Linked DNA regions of Mus musculus: region 2 is linked to region 1. The links are chromatin contacts, called in public HiChIP or PLAC-seq maps. All regions are on one chromosome and are shown on one strand. The core of a region is the stretch at or near the end of the contact, and the rest is flanking DNA. Distances in the headings are between cores, read along the strand shown.

The links. HiChIP or PLAC-seq counts read pairs in DNA pulled down with a chosen protein or histone mark.
Region 2: a BATF HiChIP or PLAC-seq map of CD8 T cells shows a contact between it and region 1, with 7 read pairs. The contact joins two enhancer-like sites. A contact is called at or near these places in 1 of 115 datasets of contacts at active chromatin or transcription factors (CD8 T cells) and 1 of 9 other capture datasets (embryonic stem cells).

The regions. Positions count from the first base shown.
Region 1 is chr15:61,544,929-61,548,664 of GRCm38.p6, forward strand. No RefSeq gene overlaps it. Among named protein-coding and RNA genes, the nearest start is that of Gm24696, 190 kb to the left of the region's middle. Within about 2 kb of position 1,898, at least 20 of the 459 cell types and tissues checked have an H3K27ac peak or open chromatin away from gene starts, as enhancers often do. A contact at or near this core is called in CD8 T cells, where this site is marked.
Region 2 is chr15:62,372,902-62,376,301 of GRCm38.p6, forward strand. No RefSeq gene overlaps it. Among named protein-coding and RNA genes, the nearest start is that of Gm41333, 290 kb to the right of the region's middle. Within about 2 kb of position 1,865, at least 6 of the 459 cell types and tissues checked have an H3K27ac peak or open chromatin away from gene starts, as enhancers often do. A contact at or near this core is called in CD8 T cells, where this site is marked.

The DNA.
Region 1 (3,736 bases), core at 648-3,147:
CATTCTCTTGCTGTCTCTCTCTGTACCCCTCCCTCAGTCTTCCCTGCATGGCACCCTGGCTCCAGTATAATAGCCTACACTTGAGTTTGACTCCTCAGTGATCACCCTGTATTCTGGCCATTTTTCTGCTTGATATTTCCCCATGTCTACAACAATTCCAAGTCAAATCCACCAACAGTTTTCACTGGGTGAAAAGCTTTCACCACCTGCTCACACAGGTCTCATAGTCTATAACCCAGGTCTTAGAATCATCCTTCCAAACCTTTGGTGACTCTTCAAATCTGCCATCTGGACACAAATAAGCATTTGTTTACCATGGCTTAAAATACATTCACTGTTGGGTTGAGGATTTAGCTCAGTGGTAGAGCACTTGCCTAGCAAGACAAGGCCCTGGGTTCAGTCCTCAGCTCTAAATGAAAAAAAAAAAAAAAAGAGTTGTGGGAAATCCCACCCACAGTTTTAAAAAATACATTCACTGTGGGGCTGGAGAGATGGCTCAGATATTTAGAGCAGTGCTGTTCTTTTGGAGGTACTGAATTCAACACAGCAACCACATGGTGGCTCATAACCATCTATAATGAGATCTAGTGTTTCTTATAGCCTGCAGGCACACATGCAGGGACAATGCTGTATATATAATAGATAAATAAATAAATGAATCTTAAAACAAAACAAAAACCAAATGAAGGGACACATGAGTTTTAAAAATATATATTCATTGGCTATATCTACCTTGTTTGGGGGTTATTTTTCTGCATCCAAAAAAGGAAAAGTTAGAAATTCAAATATAAGGTGGTTTATTATTTGTTTTATTTATATTATCAAGCCTTCAGAATAAATAGCAATCCTTATTTGAGTTGGTCATAAAGTGTCTAGAGTAGACATATTCCAGATTCGAGAAACAATGAGGTTTGGTTTTCTGGAATAGCTGGCTGGTCACTAAAGTGGCCCTTGGTCATTAATAACACAACAGCAGGAAAGAAAGAAGCACAATCCGAGAGACAAGACTCAGCACTAAAGAGGATGGAGAAGAAGATGGGCTGCACCTGAGCTTGGGGAAGCTGGGTTTTTTCTTTACTTTTCTTTTAAATAATCCTTTTCTACATATAGCCTACTCAACAAAAAACATCATTGGTTATGGTAATTCGATGTTTTCCTAAGTAGGAACAATTATAAGGAGGTAGGTTGACCTCTGGTAGAATTTCCAACAGCAGTCACTTCATGATTGATTAGAAATACCTGCAAATACACGTGTCTTGAGAGTTGATGAGGAGAGCATATTGTGCTGTTTGCTCAATGGGGCTATTTGTCCTTGTACAATAGTTTATAGGAGAATGGCACTTGGGAAACAAAATCCCAAGGAATTTGGAATGTTATCTGTGAGTGGATTTCACGTCGGTAGCTCTGATGGGATTGAGGTGGGATGGAGGTAGGTAGACATAATGTGATTCTCAAGAGGAGAGTACATACAACAGATAGCACTGGGTCTCTGAACTGACTTTTAGTAGGAAGAAAGTAAGAGAGGCCCATTGGACTTGCAAACTTTATATGCCCCAGTACAGGGGAATACCAGGGCCAAAAAGGGGGAGTGGGTGGGCAGGGGAGTGGGGGTGGGTGGATATGGGGGACTTTTGGTATAGCATTGGAAATGTAAATGAGTTAAATACCTAATAAAAAATGGAAAAAAAATAAAATAAAAAAAAAAAAAAAGAGTAGGAGTGATAGTGACTTTGAACGTTACCTTCTTGGGAAAGGTGCTTCTGTGAGCAGGGTTCACGTGCTATGGTGGTGAATCATAATGATACCCTTGCTATGACATTGAAGGACAGGGTGATCTGTACCTTCCTTGAGGTTTCAGTGAATTTGCTTGTGACATTAAGAGGGTAAAACAAGAGTAGAGGGAAATCCCCTTTCCTTTGTCACACTGTCAAGGAAGAAACCACTTTGGAGGTCATGATCTATGACAAACACACTCATGCAAATCGTTTGCTTGCTCCCATGCTCCATTTCTTCAGCAACTATGAAGCTAGGTAAAACAGAACAGAAAATAGTGCCTTGGGGAAGAAATAAAACTGCTATCTTTATTGAAATAAAAAAAATTCAGTCTTAAGATATAATAATGAAATGGACTTCCTTGAGTGAATGTGGGGTTATTTTGATACTGACATATCCAAACTACAGGCAATTAAAGAATGCTGAGAGTAGGGGAAACAGTTTTCCCTGGGAAGAGCACAATAACTGGTTATCCAATACCAAATGGTCAGCCCTGAAAATACACATACATGTAACATTGTACAGATTGGTCATGTTCTATCCATATGTTTGTGTGTTCATGTATTATGTATTCATGTATATATAGTCTCTCTATTTATATATGTATTCATATATTATACATTATATGTATATACTAACAAAGGAAAAAGAAGATGCCTAAGAATAATCATTATGTAACAGTGTTCTAAAACTAGAGGGAATAATATGGTGAAATATAGGTGGTGGCCAGAGACCAGATTTGAGATATTCTCTCTCTCTCTCTCTCTCTCTCTCTCTCTCTCTCTCTCTCTCTCTCTCTCTCTCTCTCATTTGTTCATGGTCCTTAGGCTAAAATGTATTTTCACTGACTATTAAAGACTGCTTGATGGACTTGATCTTGCATATTGACCCACAAAATTTCACGTATTTACTATTTAGACAGTCAAGAAGACGTTTTCACATCTGTGCTACAGTGTGTAAAAATGGAGAGTATCTTGGGCCAAAGAAAACTGGGCTGAAATTGTACTGGGATGTTTCGTTTGTTGATAGAGTTTGCAAATCTCAATAAAGTCTGCCTTCACCGTGTGCCACTCTCCTGTTTTCTCTCCTTCCTTACTCTCTTATTTCCAGTGCTCTTCTTTGCCAGTTAACTCACATCCTTCTTATGACTTAACTCCAGATCTCAGACTTTGAACCCTGTCTCTCTTCCATCTCATACTCTATCCATGCCTACAGTTAGTTTTTGCTCTGTATTATCTAACACCTGAGTGTTGGTGACTTCCGAATTTACATCTCTAGTTCAGACATTCTCCCTAGTGTTTTCTTTGCAATCACCACTTGATATTGAACAGACATATCCTAGTTGACATGTTTAAAATAATTCCTTTGGTCTCCATCCTCAAACCGGTTTTCCCAGGAGAGTCCCACATGATGGTAAATGATAACTCTATCCTCTCTGTTACCATGGTTTCTTTACCAGAAAGAAGTTATAGCCCATGTCTCTCAGTTTGTATAGAGGAAAAAAAATGAGATACTACATGCGTCACTTAGTCTGCCACATCTTGCATTGAATAAAACAACATAGAGTGAATTAAGTGAAACTTCGATTTTTATAATAATGGTTTACAGATCCATTTTTTTTCTCCTCTTTCAGACTCACATGATCTCATTCAGGGTGAATTAACAACGTTTTTTGAGTGTTATCTTCAACTTAGTAAAACGGATGCTATTATAGGTAGGGATGAGGGAGATCCACGGCCAAGTTGCAGGCATCACACAACTAAGCTAATCCTCCTGCTGGCATTAACAGCTGTAGCCAACTGAAAAATCAGGTTGCTTTTAGCCCCTCCTCCAGCATGCCACTTCTGCTCTGCTCACTTGAAAAACAGATCTAAGAAGGTTTAACAAGATACCCAGGAGGACAGCTGGAGTATAGAAAACAAAGCATATATCAACTGAACGGACTTAGTAGAATTTTCCAGAT
Region 2 (3,400 bases), core at 615-3,114, 830 kb after region 1:
TATGGTGAAGTAGAATCCCACTTTCTCTGCTTGGTAAGGAAAAGGTAAGAAAGGGGAGAAGAAAGGGTTTCATTCCGTTATAGTCTTCAGTGACCAAAATCTTCCTGTTAGGCCCCACCTGTTAAAGCTACACCCAAATCATCATTTTGGAAAACATACCTTTTTTTTTTTTTAAGATTTATTTATTTACTTTATGTATATGAGTACACCATTGCTCTCTTCAGACACATCAGAAGAGGGCATCAGATCCCATTACAGATGGTTGTGAGCCACCATGTGGTTGCTGGGAATTGAACTCAGGACCTCTGGAAGAGCAGTTGGTGCTCTTAACTGCTGAGCCATCTCTCCAGCCTGGAAAACCTATCTTAAATACACGAATGTTTGCTGGTGGGGGAAACATTTGATCTTTAAACTATAGAATAATACAGAATGAATTAATCTTCATTTGCTTCTTCTTTCTTCTTCGGGCACCAATAGATTTACACTAGAAGATACTATCAAGTAGTACTTATGTGGACACATTTTAAAACATTTCTGAGTTCAGATTTATTATCCCTAAAATATGGAAAATAATTCTCAACAAGAACTTGCAACACTGTTGCGAGTCTTAAATAAAATATGTCCAGAAGTAACTTGCAAACTACAGAGCATTATGCATATGTGAGACTTCAAATGTTGTTTAGCATGGCACTCAACGGTGAGATGATCATTTACAAACAACAGTGGATACATTGAATGTGGGCCCTACGGTGATAACCTGATGAGATTTCAGTGAAATGATGAGGTAAGAGACATAATGGAGATGGGTTCACATAGGGTCTTTTGAGTCATTGTATTAAGAAACATTGATGTTTGCAAAGAATAAATAAATGTAATATTGTTGAATGCAGGGTTAGCATAAGATATACTTTAAGATGATGTGTTAGGCTGCTAAGCCTAGGGCAGATTATAGTAGGGTGAAGAGAAGATGGGGAAATGAGTGGAGTTTTCCTGTCATATGGGTGACAGGAGGGGATAGTTAGGTTGGAATGGTGATGGTAGGGCTGATGAGAGAGAACACACAATGGACTTACCTGACAAATAGGATGTGGGCTATGATGGAAGGAGGGAACCATACTAGAATCGTAGTGTGGCCTTTGCACAGCAAAGCCAGATTGCTATCCTATGTGGTGTGGAGGCTGCGAGGGGTACAGGTTTGATAGGGAGGAGGAAGAGGACAGTTTTGGATATGTGAAGTTTGAGGGGTGGATTGGGTATCCAAGTAGATAACTAGTAGTGAGCTGGCTGTCATACTCTAGAGCTTGGGAGATAGGGCTGGACAAGAGACTGAAGTGTTACTGATATGAGACAAATGCATGCAAACAACTTCAGTCCAGGTGGCAAGGAGGTTTTCCCAAGCTTGCTTATTTATTTATTTATTTATTTATTTATTTATTTATTTATTTATTTATTTAACTATTTAACTATTTAACTATTTAACTATATATATATAAAGGAAGTGTGTGTGTTTATGCCCCAGCATGCTTATGAATAGATGTCAGAGGGCAATTTCTAAGACTCATTTTTCTGTTCCTATCATGAAGGGTCAGGGAACAAAGGCTCAGCCTTTACTCACAGAGTCATCTTGCCAACCCTATTTTATCTTACTTTCATGTAAGTCCAGGAACTAGAGGTTTCTAACTGCTTTCCCTCTCTTTCTCCCTTATTTGTCCTACAAAGGACTATCCATGTATATCATAGCTTCTTGGGCTTTTCTATTTCATTTTGTCACTTCTATTCTGTTTCTCAAGTAGTTACTGACACACTGTGTTGAGATTTTGGTCTAAGCTACAAAGAAAGCCATGGTGATGTCAGTTGTAGGAAACGAGAAACTGGTATACCGACCACTGAAAACCAGAGATGAGATTGTTGCACATCTGCCCAAAGACTTAAGTGTGACTCAGAAGTTCTGCTATCATCAAAGCTCCTGTCCTAAGTGTAAGCTAATATGGTCTGTGCCTTTGTGGGACCAAACATTTGTGGTTCTTAGAAAGCATACCGGGAGGACCAGGCAAGTTGCTTTTTTTTTCCTTTCAGAAAGTAAATATTTTAGTGGAGAAAAGTCACTGTTTATCTCTGAGAAGCCTTAAGGCTTATTCAGGAAAAATGAGAGTTGATAGAGAGTTGCTTAGAAAAAACAATGACTCCTATTTAGTTACTTTGCATCAGATTAAATGTTACATCATCTCTAAGTCATCATTGATTTCCAAAAGAATGAACAGCAAATCCATGGTGCTCAGGAGGTATAAACAAGATTTATTACCGAGATAGTGTACTTCACTTGCAAAAAGCTATCAGGAAATAAAAAGCCACCCAGGCCAGGAATGACCTTGAGAAGATTCTCTGGGGAGTTCTTTCTATGTGTGAACTTATTTGGTACAAATGAGAATGTAAGGTATTTCTGTGTAGATTCCTCTTCTCCTTTGACAAAAGAGCTAAGGGACTTCAGTATTTCTAGGCACTTGTCTACAGCATCATTTGGGAATCTCTTAGCGATGTTTTGGCTGTCTTACACTGGTATGACTGTAGCTGGTTCCTTTCGTCATCTTTTAGCACACAGGGCCAGATGCTCCTGGAGTCACACCATGAGTTTGAAGCCCTCAGGCATCTTTTAGTTGAGTTTTTATTTCAGGGATTGGACATCTGAGGCATTTGGGGGGGGGGGGGTTAAAGGGATTACCAGTCAAATGCACAAAAGCTATAGATCAAGAATCAAAAGCAATAATCTAGACTGTATGCCCAGTGCTCTTTTACTTCATCTCTGAATTACAGGTATGTTCAAAGCAGGGTAACAGACTTGATAGGGGCATTGGGGGAGGACATGATAACAGAGATCTCCAGCGTTGTTTTAGAACTTTCAGTTTTACTTCATACCCTGAGACCCCAAATTTTCACAGATGAGTGAGGTTACAGGGTGGAGTATGTGGAGGAAGCAGGTTTGGGAAAGGAACTTTTGAGCTCAAGTTTGCAAAACCCACAGTTGTACAACAGCTCAGTGCTAGCCAACACCCTAGGGTGTGCAAAAAGCTAAGAGAGTGTACAGCCACCTGGGTCTTAATTCTGCTTTCACAACGTATCTGCAGGGCCCCACCAACGCTCACCACTGCACTTCATAATGCCTTGGACATTTTGACTTTCTGAATAGTCAGGGCTGGTCTTCCATTTGAGTCTACCAAGCGAGAGGATTCCCTGAGACACTTTGCAAGCCTCCCTGCTGTGAAAGAAGAGGACTATGTTTGGAAGGCTTCAGACTACACTCAACAGTGAGTGATGGGCAGAGGTGGCTGTGTGCTTTGTCCCATTATGTAAAGAAGACACAACCTTTCAGTTATCTTCCACAGTTTCACAGCTGTGACTTACT